5 separate regions of the Mus musculus genome follow, and regions 1, 2, 4 and 5 are each linked to region 3. Evidence: chromatin contacts called from public promoter capture Hi-C data. All regions are on one chromosome and are shown on one strand. The core of a region is the stretch at or near the end of the contact, and the rest is flanking DNA. Distances in the headings are between cores, read along the strand shown. Region 1 holds the start of Gpkow (G patch domain and KOW motifs). Region 2 holds the start of Prickle3 (prickle planar cell polarity protein 3). Region 3 holds the start of Wdr13 (WD repeat domain 13). Region 4 holds the start of Otud5 (OTU domain containing 5). Region 5 holds the start of Gripap1 (GRIP1 associated protein 1).

Region 1 (2,700 bases), core at 160-2,659, 440 kb before region 3:
AGTGCTTTTAACTGCTGAGCCATCTCTCCAGCACTATGGATATTTTTCTATTGCATTCTCTACGTATATTAGTCAAGGTTTTATTGCTTCAATGAAACACCATAACCAAAAAGCAAGTTGGGGAGGAAAAGGTTTTATTTGGCTTACACTTTCACATCACTGTTCATCATTGAAGGACAAGAACTCAAACACGGCAGGAACCTGGATGGGTACTGCTTACTGGCTTGCTCCCTGTGGCATGCTCAACCTGCTTTGTTACAGCACCCAGGACCACCAGCCCAGGGATAACACCACCCAAATGGGCTAGGCCCTCCTCTATTAATCACTAATTGAGAAAATGCCCTATAGCTGGATTTTATAGAAGCATTTCCTCGGGGCTGGCAAGATGGTTCAGTGGTTAAAAGCATTGACTACTCTTCCAAATGGGTCCTGAGTTCAAATCCCAGGAACCACATGGTGGCTCACAACCATCTATAATGAAATCTGACTCCCTCTTCTGGAGTGTCTGAAAACAGCTACAGATAATAATAGATAAATAAATCTTTTTTTAAAAAAAAGCATTTCCTCAACTGAGACTCCTTCCTCTCTGACTACTCCAGCTTGTCTCAAGTTGACACACAAAACCAGCCACTGCACAGTTATTCACTTTACATATAATTAGATAAAATTTGTTTTCATATTTTATTCATTTGTTCATGTTTACATGTATATGTGTTCATGCATAGCATGGCACTTGTGGTGCCGTCAGAGGCAACTAGTGGCTAACTCTATCTTTTTACTATGTAGGATCTTCAAGAACTCAGGTCTTCAGCTTTTGTAGCAGACACTATTACCCATTAAGTCATCTTGTGTAAATGAAACTTTTTTTTTTGGGGGGGGGGGTTCGAGACAAGGTCTCTCTGTGTACCCCTGGCTGTCCTGAACGCCTGCCTCTGCCTCCCAAGTGCTGGGATTAAAGGTGTGCGCCACCACTGCCCGGCAGTAAATGTAACTTTTATTTGCCTGATGTAATTGTTGTCTCCATGGTTTACTGCTTTCATCTGCTAAAGTAGACCTAGCCCTGGAAGCCTCCAGCCTCTATCAGTAAGGTTCACATTGTGGAAGCACATTATGAGTTTTATTTATTTTGTTTTGTGTATATAAACATTTTGCCTGAATTTATGTTCGTGCATCACATGCGTGCATGGTGCCTGAGGATGTCGGGAAAGGGTATAGGATACTCTAGAACTGAATTCATAGCGGTTGAATACCGAGGAATAACCTAATCAATCTTCCACAGCGGCTATACCACTGAGAACTACATTTCCCAGGATGCCGTATGGCACGTTCCTATGACGTTTCAAAGAGTTTCTGCGCCCTGATTCCTGTTTCCCACGGCTACAAGGCACTTGTCTTTGAGGCGTTGCATGCTGGGATTGATTCTTACGTTTCCCGGCCAGCCCCTCACGGCTCGAGCTAAACTTCCCAGCAAGCGGAGCGCTCGCCTGTGACTCGAGCGAAGATGGCGGGCCGTGAGAGTCCGCCGCCGTCTGCCCCGTCAATGGCTCCAATTTCTTTCGGGTTCACTCGCACGTCTGTCCGGAGGCGACTGGCAGACCTCGGAGATAGCGAAAGACAGGCCCCAGAGGAGAAAGATTTCTTGGCGACCGTGGAAGGGAGGAAGCTGCAGAGGTGAAACGCCGGGTCTTTCGCGTTTTGGAAATCTGTGAAATGGGCTTAAGCAGGAGGGCAGAGTAAGAGTTGTTTGTCCTGGTGACAGTGGCCTGGAAAGCCTGAAACACTGCCTCGGGAAATTTATGGAGGTAACCAGGAGTGGCGGCAAACGCCTATAAGTCAGGACCTGGGAGGCTGGCGCAGGAGGATCAGGAATTGAACGCTAGCCTGGGCAACTAAAAAACAAACAGGAAGAACATAAGAATGTAAGGGCAAGAAGAGGGAGGTTTGTTAGGTGGGTGAAATGGGGCCTGAGAACCAGAGGTATAGATTCCTCAGAAAAAATGTCGTTGGGACTTGAGTATGTGTGCCTTTTGAGAAAGGGAAAGGAGGGAAAAATGACAGGATTCTTCCTGTCTCAGCTGAAATTGTGGGAGCTTCTCCGATTTGGAGAACTAGGCAAATTCAAGTCTGGGGAGGCCATCAGCAGTATAATTAAGTAAGAAACAAAGGTCCGAAAGGCCTAAGTGGGGGACTTGTAAAAGGCAGCTTGCCGGCCCGGAACCGGGAAGAATCTGGACTAAAGATGGTGATTTTTAGGCCATTGTGGTTGAAGGCCTAAGGCTGATTCCCACAAGACATACTTAAAGAGATCCATGGTTGTAATTCCAGCACTAGGGGATTGCACCAGGCTGACTGAGAGTTTATAAGACCAGCCTGAGCTAAATCGTGAGATGTCTCAAAAAAAAAAAAAAAAAAAAAAAAACGAGTGGACCTGTGAATAGTAACCTGTGAACATGGTCCATAGGACTGGGCATTGATCTTTCTTTCTTTCTTTCTGGCCATTGAAATTGATTTTCTTTGTTTCCTAACCTCCTTTCTATCTTGATATTTATACTTTCTTTCTTTGGAGGGGGCGTCAAGACAGGGTTCCTCTGCATCCTGGCTGTCCTGGAACTCACCCTGTAGATCGGGCAGGCCTTGAACTCAGAGATCCTCCTGCTTCTGCCTCCTGAGTGCTGCTGGAATTAAAGTCATGCGTCACCA
Region 2 (2,700 bases), core at 146-2,645, 480 kb before region 3:
CACTGCTGCTGCTGTCCTTAATGGTCATCTCATGGTACTGGCATCTCCAAACACTACTGTCTTCTGCTGTAACTAGGCTTCACCAACAGCCTCTCATAGGCTCTCTTCATGGTGCCAAGCCTCAACTCCTTTGCATGACCCCTTCTGTCCTGGGCCATCAGTTGCAACTGAGGCTGCACCTTCACCACTGGCCCCATGGCCTCTCTCAGTGCCGAGCCTCAGCTGCTCTGCGTGACCCCTTCATGCCTACAAAACCAGTGCCACCTGGGTGACTCTTACACATTACCAAGTCCAGCCACAGCACAAGGTACAACCTTGGCTATCTCTGGAACACAGCCTCTTTGTGCTCTCAGAAAACACTTCCCAGAAGATTTCACCTCAGTGATGCTGGTCTCTTCTTAATCACGGCTAATTTCTTAGCTCCAGCTAACCAGCATCAGTAGTCCCAGTAATGCAAAGTTTTCTCTTTGTTTTGTTTTTGTTTTGTTTTTTTCGAGACAGGGTTTCTCTGTATAGCCCTGGCTGTCCTGGACCTCACTTTGTAGAGCAGGCTGGCCTCGAACTCAGAGATCCACCTGCCTCTGCCTCCCAAGTGCTGGGATTAAAGGCGTGTGCCACCACTCCCGGCTTCAAAGTTTTCCCTTTAATAGTTCTGGTATCTTGTTAATCACAGCTGATTCTTCAGCCCCAACTAACTAAAACCACAGAATCTTCACAATCAAAACAGCAATGGCCCTGAAAAGAGTCTTTAATCTTCTCTGGAATTTCACAAGCCAGACCTCCATCTTCTGCACTGTTCTCAACATTATCTTCCAGCCTCCTACACAACATCCCACAGAGCTTTTAACACCGAATGGATCTTCTAGCTCAAAGTTCCAAAGTCCTTCCACAGTCCTCCCCCAAACATGGTCAGGTTGTCACAGGAATACCCCACTATGCTGGTACCAAAATGGAACAGATCTAGCAGGATGCTGAGCGCCACAGAACACCAGCTACCACTGAAGATGAAGTTGGGATGGTCCTTGTAACGCTCACCCCGGGAAAAGAGAACCTGGGAAGGGACCAAGAGGTGGCTTTGACCCCTGTCCCCCAAAGCTTTCAAGACCCTATTCTTAGAAACAAGCACTCTAGTGTAACACTCTCACCATGTCTCCACATCCAAACCGTTTGCTTCCGGCTTTCCAACACTAAAGGCCATGCGGCACCGAGGGATACTGAAGGCTCAGCCTTCTGACAGTCTGCTCCGGCTCTAGCCCTGGGATGAACGCCAATAATGGGCTTTCCAGCAAGGCACTCACCTTTAGATAGGGGACACCAGGGTGACTGAGACACTACACAGGCCGTGGGGCGGGCCCTAGAAAGCGTGCTCCTCCCACTAAGTCAAGTTTACGGAACAGAGCTGCCAGGCCCGACGCGCCGTGGCAGCCGACTCCATTCGTCGGAACCAGCCGTGCTTGAATCTGTCTGGGCGCGCCATGTTCGCGCGTGGGTCCCGGAGGCGCCGCTCTGGGCGTGCGGTGAGCAGGGCTCAGGACAGTGGTGGGGGTCAGGGGTAAACTAAGATCCAGGCGAGGGGGGCAGGGCACCGGGACAGAGGGGAGGCACCCTAAGGGAGGATCTGGGAACTCCCTTCCCCAGCTTTCCCAGACTGGGGCACAGAGACTGAAGTAGAATCCTGGATGCAAAAACGTGTAGATATGGTGGCTCAAGCCCCTAACACGCCTCATACTTTTATCACTGTTGCAATCTGGGGATGCCCCCCTTATCTGTGAATTAATCTGAAAGGTGAAAAGAATAGGGGCTTGAGATTTGAGGTTGAGCAAGAGTGGGGTATCCTGAGTGTCTGATTAAGGGACCTCATACATTGAAGGACTGTAGAGTGAAAGTGGGGGTCCTTCATCCCTGGGTACCAAGAGTCAATGAACTAAGATTTAGGATCAGAAGAATTTCAGGTTTCCATCGGAGTCTGGAAGCTGACCTCCTAGATAGGATGGTGTCTCTCTTGTTTTGAAAGATCTTTAACCAAGAAAGGTGGAATCTGGACCAAAAAAGAGAGTAGTCCTAAACTATGACGGGTAAAGAGAAAGATTTCTTGGGCTAGGGCTTTCTGAATGGAGCAGGGATGGCCTGCGGTCCTCAGGTAGGAGAGATGGAGCCAGGGTTTGGGGGAGGGGCGGGAGAACTTCTGAGGGAATGGCATTGCCCAGAGTCCATGAGGGATCCCAGGGAAAGGAGAGGTTCTCAGACGCCTGCCCTGTGGGACTGGAGTGCTGCTGGAGCCCTGGATATTGAAGGGAGACTTGGGAGGGAATGCCCAGACTAGGGTCTCTGCTCTAGTAGGTAGAGGACTCTCTCTCTGACAGACCTGTCTGAGAACTAAAGAGGGACAGACCAGCCCAGACAGAAGAATTCCCTGGAAAGGGAATACAGGAAAGTAGTCTCAGCTGCCCTGCCTCTGATTTGAATGCTTCCTCCTCCCCCGCGCTCCAGGCGCGGTCTCAGCCTGCCCAGCGCTGCCCCCAGTAAGACAGGCCCCAGCCTGCGGTTGTGAGCCTGGGAGTGGAGTAGCAGGCGTTGACTTCTTCCTCCCTCCTCCCACACCTTATTTCTTCTTGCATCTGCTCCCACCCACCACAGCCTCCAGAGGCAGAGGACCCTGCCCGCGGCCAGCCTTGCAATTCCTGCAGGGAACAGTGCCCA
Region 3 (2,700 bases), core at 83-2,582:
GGGGTGACCAGCTTTGGCATTCTCCCGAAGCAGCTGGCTGCGCCGGCGGATATACTGGGTCCGAAACTGTGGAAACGTTGGTGTACGGTAGGCGTTGTACCTGTGGGGTCCAGGAGGCAGGGCAGGCAGCAGGCACAGGACAGAGGGAATAAATCAGCTCGAGGTGGTACAAGGTTTGGCAGTGACTGGGATGGTAAGAGTGAACAAGAGCAGCAAAGGGGGATTTCTCTTGGGATTGTGATGGGGGGCAATTATGCAATAATTAGTGGTTATGATGAAAAGATCACTCTAGCGACAATATAGTCAATTTGCAGCTCTGTTGGGGTCAGTCTGGGCCAGCTGTAATATCAGTCTAGCATGATGACATACGTCAGATTGGTAATGTACAACAATGGAGGTTAGGGTCAGATAACGGTAGAGGTTAGTATGGGGTAGCAATTGTAATAATAGTAGGGTAGTGATATCGAGAAAAGTTGGGGAAGAGGATAAGCAATGAGGGACTAGATAGGAAGTCACCAGCCTGACTTCCACTACCCACTCAAAGACAGTCTGCGCATGTCCATTTCAAACCGCATTTTCCCAGCATGCTCTTTAGAACCGGCTCCAGCCCAGGCCACTTAACCGCAGGACTATCCCACACCAAGCTACTGCGCATGCTCACGCAGCCGCACCAGCCAACTTCTCCGCCCAGCTGCACTTATCGCCATTGCTCATGCACCACAGTAAGTTCCTCTCCCATGGGCTCCAACCCCACGCCTCACCTCGCGTCCACTGCTAATACTTGCTGCCACACCGCGGCCATTCCCTGGCTTCCTTCTTTGGTTTGTCTGCCTGCGGGAGCCTGCAGGGCAAGGGCTTGGAATGTCAGCGTCCCAGGCAGAGAAAATCTAGTTCCGCCCACCAGGTGACAGTTGCCATAGACACGAAGTCCCTCCACACAGGTGATGTCGCGAAATCCCACTGGGTCGTTAGCGTGGTCATCACCCCAGCCCTGCCTTTCCTGGGCAGCACTCCGGTGACTCACAGCAGCAGTTCAGACATGACCCCGCCCTCTCCAGTTGCCGTAGCAACGCCCCTCCCCCCCATAGCAAGTCTTGTTTGACATTCCCCACCCATCAAGCCTTCTGCCCTCCGCCTTCCCTTTTCTAGTCCTAGAGCATAGCTCAGGATCCAGGACCACCTCCGGGGCTACCCCTAGCTCTTGAGGCGCCCCCCCCCCCCGGCGACCCTGAGCCCAGTGTCACCGGTTCCTTCTCTCTCTTCTCCCTGTCTCAAGCTCCAGGCAAGATGGCTGCCTGCAACGAGAAAGAGCTGCGGAGCACAGAGCAAATCGATAGGAACCTTTCCCGGGGCGTGGGAGCCTCGCAGGCGCATTAAAGGACTGTAGTTTCCCATACAAGGACCGAGGCTCCACCCCTTGAGTTCTATTCATTTCCCTCTTGACACCTTTTGTATACACAGGGATAATGTACTGTGATCAGAAGGACAAGAATGCGTGTGCCAACCACTAGCTAAAAATCAGAAATAAGACTTTCTCATGAAAGTGGTTTAGGCTGCTTCTTAGCAGCACACATTTGGCCAGGCAAATAAAATATATGCAGAGACTGACTCCTGGAACATTCTCTAGTTCCTAGCGCAGTGATGAATCTCTAAACACCTATGCGATGGGAAGAATCCATGTGTATCTTCACTGGGACTAACTGGACTTGAATGGTTACCCCTAGGAAACTTGAGTATCTTAATAAAAATATGCAATTAGGAAAACAAGCTTTGGGGCTGTGACCTAAGGAAAGGAAAGTATCCCAATCGTCTGTTATATTCACCTTAAGCTAGAATTTGTATCTTGAGTATTCCTCTCAGTGTCAAAAACAGAAATTCCAAGGTTGAAATTCAAGATGTTTAGTCTAGCATAATGGTAATCCTAGAAGAGGGTGATGTAGGGGATAGAGTGGCAGGAGGATCATGAGTTCGAATGCAGTCTGGCCTATGTAGTCAAATCCAGGACTACATCCTGGACTACATACTTTAAATAGCAAGCAAGCGCCGGGCGTGGTGGCGCACGCCTTTAATCCCAGCACTTGGGAGGCAGAGGCAGGCGGATTTCTGAGTTCAAGGCCAGCCTGGTCTACAAAGTGAGTTCCAGGACAGCCAGGGCTATACAGAGAAACCCTGTGTCAAAAAAAGAAAAGAAAAAAAAGCAAGCAAGCAGGATGGAGATAGCTCAGGGCTGAAAATCAAGCCAGGAACTGAAGCAGAGATCATGGAGGAACACTGCTTATCGGCTTGCTTCTCAAGGCTTGCTGTAGCCTGCTTCTTCAACCCAGACTCACCTGCCCACAACAGTTATTAGGCAAGAAAATGCCCCTGCAGGTATCCCCATAGGACAGTCTGATAGAGACTCAGTTAAGGGTCCTTCTTTCCAAGTGACCATAACTTGTGTCAAGCTGACAAAAAACTAACCATCAACTAAATAATGTCTTTTTAGGTTGCCTGAAGTGAGGAATAAAAAATAGGTAAGTGAATCCTATTGGTATCTCCTCTGTCACCCTATCAGTGTTTTAAAATATCCCCTGCAATATAGCTTAAAAAGAATAAATTATTTCTTGGCACAAACATGTAGCCTTAACAAGACCCTAAGTATTCATCGGATAGAGTGCTGGACACTGTTTAAGTAGCTTGCATGCATTAATCTAATTTCTT
Region 4 (2,700 bases), core at 21-2,520, 290 kb before region 3:
GTGTGCCTAGAACTGATGTTTTCCTTATAAGGAATCAACGTCCAGGATTTTTCTGCACTACCACAGGTTCTAACTTATATAGCACTTACTGTGTACAATGCACAGAACCCGGCCATTTATTGGCTTTCATTTCTACCACATAGAAATTATTGCTGCTGGGTGGTGGTTTAATCCCAGCACTCAGGAGACAGAGGCAAGAGGATCTCTCTGAGTTGAAGCCAGCCTGGTCTACAGAGTGAGTTCCAGGACAGCCAGGGCTACACAGAGAAACCTTTTCTCGAAAAAACTAAATAAAAAAAAAAAAGAAAGAAAGAAAAGTTATCGCTAATCTATAGAGAAGTAGAAATAGAGACTAGATTGGGTGTGAACTGACTTGTTCCAAACACTCAGACATTAAGGGCCAAGATAGTATTAGCGTTTTAGCTGCTCAATATCAAGGAGTTTGCCAACACCACTGGGTGACACTAGCTGCTGACAGTCTTGTTTCGTAAATATTCTCTTTTCCTGAGTAAACTTTTGTTTTGTTTTGTTTTGGTGGTAGGGGGGGTGAAAAGCCTGTACCGAGCCTGCGCAATAGACAGACGCTAGAGGTGAACGTGAGGGTAAGAGGGCGGAGGTGACAGAGAAGGCGTGTTTTTCCGCCAAACACTATCAGTACGGTGCACGTCTGTCTATCGGTTGGCCCATCTGAAGTGATGGACAGCTTCGTGGAACTAATCACCGCAAGATTACGACTGTTGCCAGGGTGAAGTAGGACCCACCCTCTTGGGTTGGCGGATGGGAGGAACAGGAAGTGACGCCAGAGGGGACGCTGTGCTCTGGGAATGTTGATGTTTTCCAGTGAGTGTAACTGAGTTCCAGATGGAATCCTTGGAGAGCCGAGTCTTACTGTATATAGTAAGACAGACCGCTCTGTTTATGCACAGTGCCGACGCCTCTGAGCTCAAACCTCGGGGAAAGTAAAGCATAGACTGGGAGCCGAAAGGAGAAGCTGGGAAGAAGGCTGCCGACTTTGAAATTCGAGGCGGAGGACTTGAGAACGAGCGCTCAACCCGGATTGGCCAGTGGGTGTCGTCAAGGCTTTACGCGCCTCTTCAATTGGCTGGTGTCTGCAGTCGTCCCGGCGGGCGAGCCTTTTGCCCACGTACTTCCGTGCAGGGGGCGGGGCTGCGTCCTGTTGTGCATGCGCACAACCAGGAAGCCCCACCCGGTAGTTGAGGAACCTGCGGAGGGGCGGGGCGAAGCGGTGCTTGTTTTGGTTGTGTTTCCTCTGAAGCCGAATCCCGGAACCAGGTAGCAGAGAGCTCGGCCGGCCTTGGAGGGAGACAAGGCTGCGACCAATCCGTCTCCGTACCGTCCCACTGGACTTCACATCCGGGATCTCCTCCTGGGCGTGACCCGCGTCCCGTCTGCGGTCCTCGAACCGGTGTCCTGATCTCTTTATCCAGGCCTTGCTGTTCCCGTCGTGCCTCGCGCACGACCGTAGCCCCCTCATCCGGGTTCTCTCCCGGCGTTCTCCGCGTTTGCTTTGCTGTGGGGTACTTGGCGGTGCCGCCATGACTATTCTCCCCAAAAAGAAGCCGCCACCTCCCGACGCCGACCCGGCCAACGAACCGCCGCCGCCCGGGCCGCTGCCCCCGGCGCCTCGGCGCGGTGCGGGTGTAGGCGTGGGTGGCGGCGGCACGGGTGTGGGCGGAGGAGAGCGCGACCGTGACTCCGGCGTCGTGGGGGCCCGTCCCCGGGCTTCGCCGCCACCTCAGGGCCCGCTCCCGGGGCCGCCTGGTGCTCTTCATCGTTGGGCACTGGCCGTGCCGCCTGGCGCAGTCGCGGGCCCTCGGCCACAGCAGGCTTCTCCACCTCCTTGTGGGGGCCCCGGTGGCCCCGGCGGCGGTCCTGGTGACGCTCTTGGTGCGACAACTGCGGGGGTGGGCGCGGCAGGGGTGGTGGTGGGCGTGGGTGGTACCGTGGGCGTGGGCGGCTGCTGCTCGGGGCCCGGGCACAGCAAGCGGCGGCGTCAAGCTCCCGGCGTTGGCGCAGTTGGCGGGGCCAGTCCGGAACGTGAAGAGGTCGGAGCGGGCTACAACAGTGAAGACGAGTATGAAGCTGCCGCAGCGCGAATCGAGGCCATGGATCCCGCCACTGTAGAACAGGTAAGGGCTGGAAGGTGAGGGGCTGTTGGGCAGAAACAGCGAGTGAGTCTACCAGGCTGAGAAGGAGCGCAAGAAAATGTTTGAGATTGGTCCAAGAAACCCAGGTCTTGATGCTGGGCTTGACATTCTTTCCTGGTGGTGGAGGCATGGCTTCCCCCGAGGACTTGATAGGGGCTCTAAGTTAAGTAAGTTAAAGTACTCTTTTGCAGTCCTGAGATCTTCTCTAAGTGACTGGCATTGGGAATTCCCCAGGAGTCGCAGATACGATGGAGCCCTTCCTTAGAGGAAGCTCTCAGGCCTCTCTAAGGGACTTTGGTTCAGTAACTTTTTCCTTTAGGACAAGTGTGAGATTCCCTCCCGCAAAGAACTCGAATTAAGGTGGTGTCCTCAGAGAAATAGTCTAAGCATACCCAAGAAACTTAAACCCTTGATGTAGGAAGGACCTCTCTCTTTTGCTGAGTCTGCTCACCAGCCATGTGGCCTCCTCAGGAGTCCTAAGCCTGTATTTGGGGACCTAGACTTGCTTGTAGAATTGAAGGTTTAGAGTATA
Region 5 (2,700 bases), core at 91-2,590, 340 kb before region 3:
TGGCTGGACCACTAAAGGTGTGTGCCACCATACCCAAATAAAAACTGTTTCTTAGCTGGGCAGTGGTGAGGCCAGCCTGTTCTACAGAGTGAGTTCCAGGACATCTGGGCTACACAGAGAAACCCTGTCTTGGAGAAGAAAAAAAAAAAAAAAAGAACTGTTTCTTAATAAACTCCAACTTTCCAGTTCTAGGACAGCCAGGACTATACAGAGAAACCCTGCCTCAAAAAAAAAAATCTATTCACTAACAAAAGAAAAAAATCTGATAACACAACTTGGATGAATTGCAACAGCCAAAAGCGAAAAATAAATGGAAATACAAAAGGAATACATTGAATCACATTCTACAATAGACAAATGTACTATAGCACCAAAAGAAACAATGTTGTTCTGGCTGTAGAAAGAGGATGGATTGAAAGAACCTTTAAGGAGTGATGGAAGTGTTCTCCCTGGATTGTGACGACATAGGTGTCTGAAAAGTCTAAGAATGGTATCGTTTTAAATGACTGCATTTATATTGAGAGAGAGCCTATATCAATAAAATCTTTCAATTTACAAAGGCCCTGCTTGAATATATTTCCCATAGCAGGGAAATCATTTCATTTCTATGAGAATACACTGAGCAACACTTGCTTTCAGGTCGGCGATGGTTAGAGCGCTTTTAAATCCTTGTTTCTGATGTTTTGTTTCGGCGTTGGGGAGCACAGCCAGAACCTTGAGTGTGCTACCGGACTCTTTTCCATGGAGCTAGCTTTTGTTTTTATTTTTAATGGACTTTTCTGGTTTTGTTTTATTCGCTACTGTTCTCCTCGTGAATTTTTAGCTTTCTCAATGACTAGATCTTTTCCCTAATATGAGATAAAGCACTGTGTTAATAAAAATCATTGTCAGACCTTTTTTTAAAAAAAAATGAGGGGTGGGTGGTCAAGGACTTTACGTGAGGCGGGATTCCCCTTTGGGGTCACCCGTAGGAGGGCCGGAACAAGACCCGAGGAAGCTTCCGCTTTCACTTCCTTGATTATTAAGTCACTTTCTCTTTAAAGGAGCGTCGCGGAAGGGTAATTTTCCGTCAGAGGATTACTTCCCTCCCGACGAGTCCACCCAAGATACAGGGATACCATAATGTCGCATAGCAATGAGTAATCTATAAATGCTCAAAAGCCATAACAGACAATTTACAATTCTGTAAAAATCAAAGTAAAATTTGTCTGACCTTTGAGCATCATTCTCTTCTTTCCATCTCTAAAATGCTGAACATTTGAATTAGGTTTCTTCCCCTCCAATTACTGGTCAGTGGTTCGCTCCGACCTTAGCACTGACAGGCCGCAGAAGCTGCGGCTGCGCACAAAGCTTGCGGGGGATGGGGGGAGGAACATGGCGCAAGCTCTGTCTGAAGAGGAGTTTCAACGGATGCAGGTGCCGCTGGATGTGGGGAAGACCACCCGTCTAGTAGACTGGGGGCGGGGTAGAGACAAGACCAGCCATCGGTTCTGAAGATTTGGTTGGAATGGGTCTTAAGTATAAGGGGGTGGTCTGGAGAAGGGAAACCGAGGCTCTGAGTGGCGATCTTAGTGATTTCGAAGATTCTATGTGGGTTCTGAAGGTTGGATTCTTTTAGCTTTTCAAAAGGAATGTAGAACGTCTTTAGGCGATACCTTTCTCAGTCCGGAATCGGGATGGGATCTTTGGGTCCATGTGTAGGGCATACCATTAAATGGTGATGATGTTAGACTTTAAAGGATGGAGATTCTGAGGAGAAATTATTTGGTCGGGAGAGAAAAGAAGCAGGCATTTGCGTCATGGGGAGGGGGGAAGCCTCTGGTTATTTGACAGGACAAGACCATGAACTACTGGGAGGTGGAAAGTTTGTGGGAGATACCAATACTACTAAGCCAGGGGAGTAGGGAAAGACCGTGGATCTCTTCCCTAGAGTTGTTGTGCCATTGATGCTAGAAGATCCTAAGAGGAGGGGTTGGCATAATTGCATGGATTGGGATGATTCCTTTAGACCCAGGGTGATGAGCATTCTGAGTAGGTAATACCATTAACTCAGATTAGAGGAAGGGCCGGAGGATATTTATAAACTGATACTTTGGGAGTTCAGGGAAGGGGACATCACTGGGTTTGGGGGAGTAGTCTGACCTGGTCCTCTGACTTGTTGATCCTTTTCCAGGCATCTCGAGAGGGAATAGAAGCACTGCATAATGAATGGACACTTAGTGAGGGAGCCTTAGTGGGAAAGACTGAAATGGGGAAACCTTAGAGTCCTATAGGTTGGGGGCAGAACACTTGAGGGAGCAGAAATATTCGATTGGCCTGGGAGCTAGTTAGTCTGCTTGAGGGACACTGAAGATGTAAGAGTGAGCTCATTGGACCATAAATGGGGAGGACCACTGGAAATTGCAGAAGATTCTGAATAAAACTAGTTCAACTGGCCCGCCCAAGGGCATTTGAGAGATCCTGAAGGACAGACATAATGTCACCCCCATTGAAGACATCTTGTAAAAAGTGGATAGATAGATACTTGAGCAAGGAACGTTTATCCTATTTGAGCCATGTGTAAGGAGATACTATTGGGCTTTGGAGAGGGACTTCAAGGTGAATAGAAAGGTATTCCAGTTGGCCAAAGATTAGGAGAAATGCTATTGGGGTCCTGAAGAGAACAGAATAAGAAAGATCCTATAGTAGCTAAGCCTTCTG

Evidence for each region. Promoter capture Hi-C pulls out the DNA fragments that hold promoters and counts their contacts. Capture Hi-C pulls out chosen DNA fragments and counts their contacts.
Region 1: a contact with region 3 is called in a promoter capture Hi-C map of adipose tissue, with 2.8 times the contacts expected there. The contact joins the promoter of Gpkow here to the promoter of Wdr13 in region 3. A contact is called at or near these places in 4 of 39 promoter capture datasets (fetal liver, hippocampal neurons and liver), 3 of 115 datasets of contacts at active chromatin or transcription factors (astrocytes, effector CD8 T cells and memory CD8 T cells) and 2 of 9 other capture datasets (adipose tissue and liver).
Region 2: a contact with region 3 is called in a promoter capture Hi-C map of liver. The contact joins the promoter of Prickle3 here to the promoter of Wdr13 in region 3. A contact is called at or near these places in 3 of 39 promoter capture datasets (embryonic stem cells, liver and pre-B cells) and 2 of 9 other capture datasets (adipose tissue and liver).
Region 4: a contact with region 3 is called in a promoter capture Hi-C map of liver. The contact joins the promoter of Otud5 here to the promoter of Wdr13 in region 3. A contact is called at or near these places in 23 of 39 promoter capture datasets (the 3T3-L1 cell line, 3T3-L1-derived adipocytes, the C10 cell line and 13 more), 2 of 484 Hi-C or Micro-C datasets (embryonic stem cells and erythroblasts), 9 of 115 datasets of contacts at active chromatin or transcription factors (the SCID.adh cell line, astrocytes, bone marrow-derived dendritic cells and 5 more) and 5 of 9 other capture datasets (adipose tissue, embryonic stem cells, liver and 2 more).
Region 5: a contact with region 3 is called in a promoter capture Hi-C map of pre-B cells. The contact joins the promoter of Gripap1 here to the promoter of Wdr13 in region 3. A contact is called at or near these places in 11 of 39 promoter capture datasets (the 3T3-L1 cell line, 3T3-L1-derived adipocytes, the C10 cell line and 7 more), 4 of 115 datasets of contacts at active chromatin or transcription factors (cardiomyocytes, kidney, memory CD8 T cells and 1 more) and 3 of 9 other capture datasets (adipose tissue, embryonic stem cells and liver).

The regions. Positions count from the first base shown.
Region 1 is chrX:7,695,725-7,698,424 of GRCm38.p6, forward strand. Gpkow (G patch domain and KOW motifs) reads left to right here and starts at 1,410. Exons shown (of 11, transcript NM_173747.3): 1 at 1,410-1,671. The coding sequence starts at 1,502.
Region 2 is chrX:7,655,984-7,658,683 of GRCm38.p6, forward strand. Prickle3 (prickle planar cell polarity protein 3) reads left to right here and starts at 1,396. Exons shown (of 9, transcript NM_001290624.1): 1 at 1,396-1,517; 2 at 2,638-2,700. The coding sequence starts at 1,476.
Region 3 is chrX:8,131,526-8,134,225 of GRCm38.p6, forward strand. It overlaps Wdr13 (WD repeat domain 13), which reads right to left and starts at 1,333. Exons shown (of 9, transcript NM_026137.5): 1 at 762-1,333; 2 at 1-100. The coding sequence starts at 802.
Region 4 is chrX:7,840,561-7,843,260 of GRCm38.p6, forward strand. It overlaps Otud5 (OTU domain containing 5), which reads left to right and starts at 1,271. Exons shown (of 9, transcript NM_138604.3): 1 at 1,271-2,150. The coding sequence starts at 1,557.
Region 5 is chrX:7,788,653-7,791,352 of GRCm38.p6, forward strand. It overlaps Gripap1 (GRIP1 associated protein 1), which reads left to right and starts at 1,341. Exons shown (of 26, transcript NM_001290455.1): 1 at 1,341-1,416. The coding sequence starts at 1,375. Gm39487 (a long non-coding RNA gene) reads right to left here and starts at 1,288. Exons shown (of 3, transcript XR_003953042.1): 1 at 1,214-1,288.